Regions from separate parts of the Mus musculus genome. Here region 2 is linked to region 1. The links are chromatin contacts, called in public Hi-C maps. All regions are on one chromosome and are shown on one strand. The core of a region is the stretch at or near the end of the contact, and the rest is flanking DNA. Distances in the headings are between cores, read along the strand shown.

The links. A called contact is a pair of places that touch in the nucleus more often than the background predicts.
Region 2: a Hi-C map of uterus shows a contact between it and region 1, with 2.0 times the contacts expected there. The contact joins two enhancer-like sites. A contact is called at or near these places in 1 of 39 promoter capture datasets (the SN4741 cell line), 8 of 484 Hi-C or Micro-C datasets (the Ba/F3 cell line, Sertoli cells, cumulus cells and 4 more), 1 of 115 datasets of contacts at active chromatin or transcription factors (the NIH/3T3 cell line) and 1 of 9 other capture datasets (adipose tissue).

The regions. Positions count from the first base shown.
Region 1 is chr5:122,400,212-122,402,911 of GRCm38.p6, reverse strand. It overlaps Arpc3 (actin related protein 2/3 complex, subunit 3), which reads right to left. Exons shown (of 7, transcript NM_019824.4): 3 at 1,189-1,265. Among named protein-coding and RNA genes, the nearest start is that of Gm32853, 8.3 kb to the right of the region's middle. Within about 2 kb of position 1,436, at least 74 of the 459 cell types and tissues checked have an H3K27ac peak or open chromatin away from gene starts, as enhancers often do. A contact at or near this core is called in adipose tissue and uterus, where this site is marked.
Region 2 is chr5:122,546,332-122,549,031 of GRCm38.p6, reverse strand. It overlaps a transcript of Ift81 not described here. Among named protein-coding and RNA genes, the nearest start is that of 1700040P09Rik, 34 kb to the right of the region's middle. Within about 2 kb of position 1,416, at least 154 of the 459 cell types and tissues checked have an H3K27ac peak or open chromatin away from gene starts, as enhancers often do. A contact at or near this core is called in adipose tissue and uterus, where this site is marked.

The sequences.
Region 1 (2,700 bases), core at 187-2,686:
TGGCTGGCCTCTCATTCTTGGACAACCTTCAAGCCTCTGGCTCCTGACAGGCGAACCCTGCATCTAGCCTGTCCCTGTCACAGCTCTCACTGGCACAGCACAGGCTAGCTGTTGGTTACAGACACGGTGCTCAGCACTGGATAGAGTCCACACCTGATGGACTCTGCTATCCCTGAGGGGAGCAGAAGGTGAAGCCACACAGTTTACAGCACAGTCAAGAACATCCTTTGCCCTTCTTTGTGCCTGGCTCACCACAGTAGCTCAGGAAATGTGTGTCTCGTACCATCCATCCCCTTTATAGCCAGGCCCCTGGCCACCCTCCTCACCCTCCTCAGGGAGGGGAAGGAGGGCGAGGTCCCAGGAAGGACCAGGGCACATGGGTCTGGTATGTCATGGGTGCTTAATCAATACTGAATACACACAGATGCGTCTAGACCGGAGCTTGGCAAACCCTGACAAGGCCGGATAATGAGCTGTTTAGGTTTTGTGGCTAATGACCAGTTGTGACTGGTCAGTCACGGTTCAGTGCGAAAACAGACACAGCGAATGCATAAACAAACAGGCACGGCTGTGCTCCAGTGAGGTTTATTTGCAAAAACAGGCAGTGGGTCGTCTGGCATGCACAGCGGTAACAAGTGTAGAACGGAAAGAATCAAAATGCACGAAGGGGTGAGGTGAGGGCTCAGCAGCTCAGAGCGATTGCTTTTTGCAGTGGACCTGGGTTTGTCCCACAACACACGTGGTAGTTTGTAGTCATTTCTAACTTGAGTCATGAGATTTAACTCCTTCTTCTACGCAGACACACACACACACACACACACATTAAATTTTTCTTGTTTGACTTTTTGGTTTTTCAAGACAAGGTTTCTTTGTGTAGCCCTGGCTATCCTGAAACTAACTCTGTAGACCAGGCTGGTCCTGTACTCACATAGATCCACCTGTGTGGATGCCTCCTGAGTGTTGGGATTAAATGTGTGTGCCACCACACCCAGCCTACAATAAATAATCTGAAATAAAGAAAGCAAGATAGCAAGAAAGCAAGAAAGGAAGAGAAACTATAACACAGCACCCTCCTCAGGGTCTCGTCTCAAATCCTACAGTCACCCTCACCATTTAGCCCTCACAGCAACCTGACTTCCAGGTAGAATTTTATCCCCTTCTGAAAACTAAGCATTCCTTGGAAGTTACCTTAATTTCATAGTTCTTGAAGAAGACATTGGCCTTGAAGTAGTAGATGGCTTCATCCACAATGTCCGTGTCTTTGGCTAAGCGGGAGACAAGAGAAGGCAGAGACCATTACCAAAGGCAAACCTCACACCCAGAGGCGGCGAGCACAGGCAACCAAGCCTACCGCACAAGATTGAGACCTGGATAAAGGAAACCAAGGAAGGCGCTGCAGGTGCTCTGCTGGGCTCAGTTCCTGGGGATCTAGCGCCCTCTGCTGGGCTCCCAGGGAACCGTGCAGCACACATTCCGGCAGTGGTGGTACCCACTTTTGTTCCCAGCACTCTGGAGGAAGAGGCAGGTAGATCCATTGGTTGGAGACCACCCTGGTCTACAAGGCGAGTTCCAAGAGTTCAAAGAAAGCCAGAGCTTCACAAAGAAACCCTGTCTTCAAAACCAAAACCAAACCAACTCAAAAAACCCAAGGAAACAAAACCCTTACATGTGTGTCTGTACGTATGCCACATGTGCACAGATACCCACAGAGGTCAGAGGGCACCAGGTCCCTTGGAGCCGGAGTTACAGGTGCTTGTGAGGCCAATGTAGGTCCTCTGGAGGAGCAGGAAGTGCTCTTAACCTCTGAGCCTTCCCTTTAGCCCGAGCACAGTGTAACCAAGTGTTGATATAATTTTATTCGAGCCCACGCACTGTCATCTCAGGAGAAATGCTCAAATTATTTAGGGACATCGGGGACATTTCCTTCTTTTTATGAAAACCATGGCTTAAATCCAGCAGGTTCTAAGTTGCCACTAACTGAGGGAAGCCAGAGCACTCTGTGACAGACGCACATCTCGTTACACAATCTCTTTGGCAGTCTGTCCTCTCTTTTTCATTTTGAAAGGTCAGACTTCCCGGGTTTGACGTGCAGCAGCTGGCTGCATCAGCACCACATGACAGCCTTGGCCTGGGCTACCACTCCCTCACAGCCTCGCTGGTGCTTCTCTGAGGGCCGCGTCAGCGTCAGAACTTTAACTCTACCTTCCTGTCCTTAGCGTCCCGCCCCTAAGGAAAGGAAACTTCTCCAGAGCACCTAAGGGAGACGGCGGAGGAGACCTACACAGAGCTTGGCACACAGAGGCACGCAAAGATACATGCACAGCAGGAAAGGATTTTTCTAGAGCCGAGGCTCGAACCCAGGGCCTCCCACATGCTACAGACAAACCCTATCTCAGACATCTGCTCCAACAGTTCCAGCCCCTCTGGGACGAGGGACAGTCACCCTCACGTGTTCTGTTTCTCCCTGGAGGACTCAGCTTGAAGGTGGCTAGGATGTTCTCCATTCTGAGTTGGCTGTATCTTCTAGAGCAATGTGTTATCTGTAACCGTGTGACAGGGCTCACTGGCCAGCAACTTTTAAGTACTGCAGGTCTCCTCAAGGCTGTCTTTCCCCACCTGCTCCTTCTTCTCAGAAGCAGTGAATGGCCAGATCTACTCAATTTACTTACATTTCAACCAGTGTTGCAAACAAATTCATTT
Region 2 (2,700 bases), core at 167-2,666, 150 kb before region 1:
TGTCTTTCACATGATGGCCCAAATAAAAGAGAAAAATGTCGCCTGCGAATCTGCCTCTGCAGTCAGCTTTCCTTCTCTGGGGCTTGGGCTGCTAGCTGTTGTGAGGACTTTGACTGTCAGTGGCAACGCCCTCTTGCTCACTATTGGTTCAGGAAATAATCCTGTAAATATGCCCTTTAAGAAGAATCTAGAAGTCGGATGTACTTCCTGTTACAATTGGCTGAATTCAAGGTCACACTTTGCAGTGCTGGGGAGCAAGCTAGAAGACCTCAGAACACTGGAGAGTGAAGGGAAAGGACCCAGAGACTGTGAACCGGCTAGCTTTCCCTCAGGCTGCTGCTGGCTGCTGCCTTGCTTTTTAATTCAGCAGGCAGCAATTCTAAAACAAGCCATTGAGTCACACTTGTTTTTAATTGATGTTTGTCATTCTGCTGAATTCTTAGCATGCATGACATTTATACTTTTTTTTTGGAAAATTTTAAGGTCTATGCACTTTCCAAGTGTATTTCTTAAGTTTTTAATGCTAAGATGATAACAAGCATTTTTAAAAATAATTTGAGTAAAATAAGAGGCTATATATGCACTCAAACTAAAAATGTGTAAATTGGCAGGATTCTTGGATCTGAATTTGGGGGGGGGGGTGCATCATGAGTAACACAGAAAAATCTGTCTTCACAGAGGCAAAGTTTATATTAAAAAATAACTGTGTTTCTCAGAGAAACCTCATCTCACACAGGTCCTCGCCCAGCGCTGGTGAATAACAGGTTTGTTCCCACAAAGAGTTCTAGGTGCTTACATCATGCCTCTGGCTTGGCAGAAAGGGGTTTGCCTCTGGGAGCAGGTAATGGGTGCCCACTTGGATGCTTGGCCTTCCCATAACCTGCTTGCCCACAGTTGGGCCCTGTTGTGGTGTGGGAGGTGTGAAGCATGTGTAGTGCACTGTCTTCAGACAGTCTCCAGCAGCCAGGAAAGAGACAGAGCTGCACCTTTGTCACCAGTGTAATTACCTCTGTCCTCATGCTGACCGAGGCCTCCCTCCGTCTCCCCTAAACGAGGGCAGTCTAATTAGAGTTGTTTGCGGTGGCAGCTAGGCATGTGGTGACTGTTTCGTCTGGGGAGGGTAGAGATGGATCATTAAAGGTGCTCTGTGTGTTTTGATGTTTGACTCTTCTGTCTTAAGACCGTCTTCTTTAAAAAACAAAGCAAGTTCACTGGGCAAGAATATGGCTTATTCTTACCCAGTCCTTGCAAAAGAAATAATAATAATTATATAAAAAAAAAACCCAGAGTCCAAATAAGTAGTTTTTTGGGGTTTTTTTTGTTTTGTTTTGTTTTTTGAGAGGCCTGGACAAACACGTGCTTTCTGCTCCCAAGCTCCCTCTTTTGGCAAACTGGGAGTACTTTCCTGGTCACTGGTCATTGCACAATTTCCTTTCTAGAACCAGAAGCCTTGCGTCACTAAGCTAAGGTTTGCTGCTATGGAAATTCACAATTCAGAATATGCGGGGAAATGAAGAATTCCTGCTTCCCAGTGAGGTCTTAAGTTTCCACTTGAGTTCCGGGTGTGACAGTCGGTCCCTGTGAGTTGCTGTTTAGTGTAGCACTTTGGTGGGTAGCTTTGAGATCAGCAGAGAACAGCAGGCTCTGGTGCTTGAATGACTCACCTGCATCTTCCTTTGTTGGAGGGACCTCTGAGGGAGCCCTGCCAGCCACCGCAAAGCCGGTCTGCTGCTGCTCTTGCAGCAGATTGCCTTCCTGCTCTGAAGAGCAATGCAGCTCCCTCCTTAAAGAGGCTCAGGCACAGTACTGTGGTATCCAAGGATGGACTTAACTAAAGCATTCATTAAACAAAGCAACAAATTAGCAGATACTATCTCCCAGAGCTCTGCAGTCATGATAAAGAAGAAAGGGCATGAACCGTTGCTGAGTGCCAGGCATGTGCCAGGCATAGTCCCAGAAGTTTCTGTGGGGAAGCAAGGTGATGCTCACAATGAGGCAGGCCAGGTAGACTTCACACTATGACCCAGGTGATGACTGTGGCAGAGCCTGCATCCAAGATGTATGCTCTTAGTTGCTGCCTTGGTGCAGAGTCTGTTGTAAGCAGTACTTATTTGTAAACAGTTGGTGTCTGTCTCTGAACTATTGCATGCATTAAATTCTTTTTGGTAACATAAACTTAGAGGACCTTGTTAAAGAATGGATCTGGGGCCCGGAGAGATGGCTCAGTGGTTAAAAGGACTGGCTGCTCTTGCAGAGGACCTGGGTTCAATTCCCAACACCCATCTGGTGGTTCACAACCATCTGTAATTTTTTAAATACAAACAAACAAACAAACAAAACAAAACATAATAAGCGAGACTATAAGATATGCTTATTACATTTATTCAATCAAAATTATTTTTACTACTTTATAAACATCTCTTGCCATTTTTTTTTTAAGTGCCGAGACACAGCTTCTTTCTGAACTGGAGAATATTTACTTATCTATAAGTATTATCTTCTGTGTGTGACTCTTTACTAAGTTACAAAATGTAAAGTCTACACGACCTCATTTTTGCTCTAAAAACCTCATAGCCAGACAGGCGTGGTGGCTGAGCAGGTAAAGACTTGCCACCAAGCCAGGTGATCTGAGATGGCCCTTCAAACCCTTACGGAAATGAAAGTTGTATACACAATAAACAGAATTTTCCAAACACACAG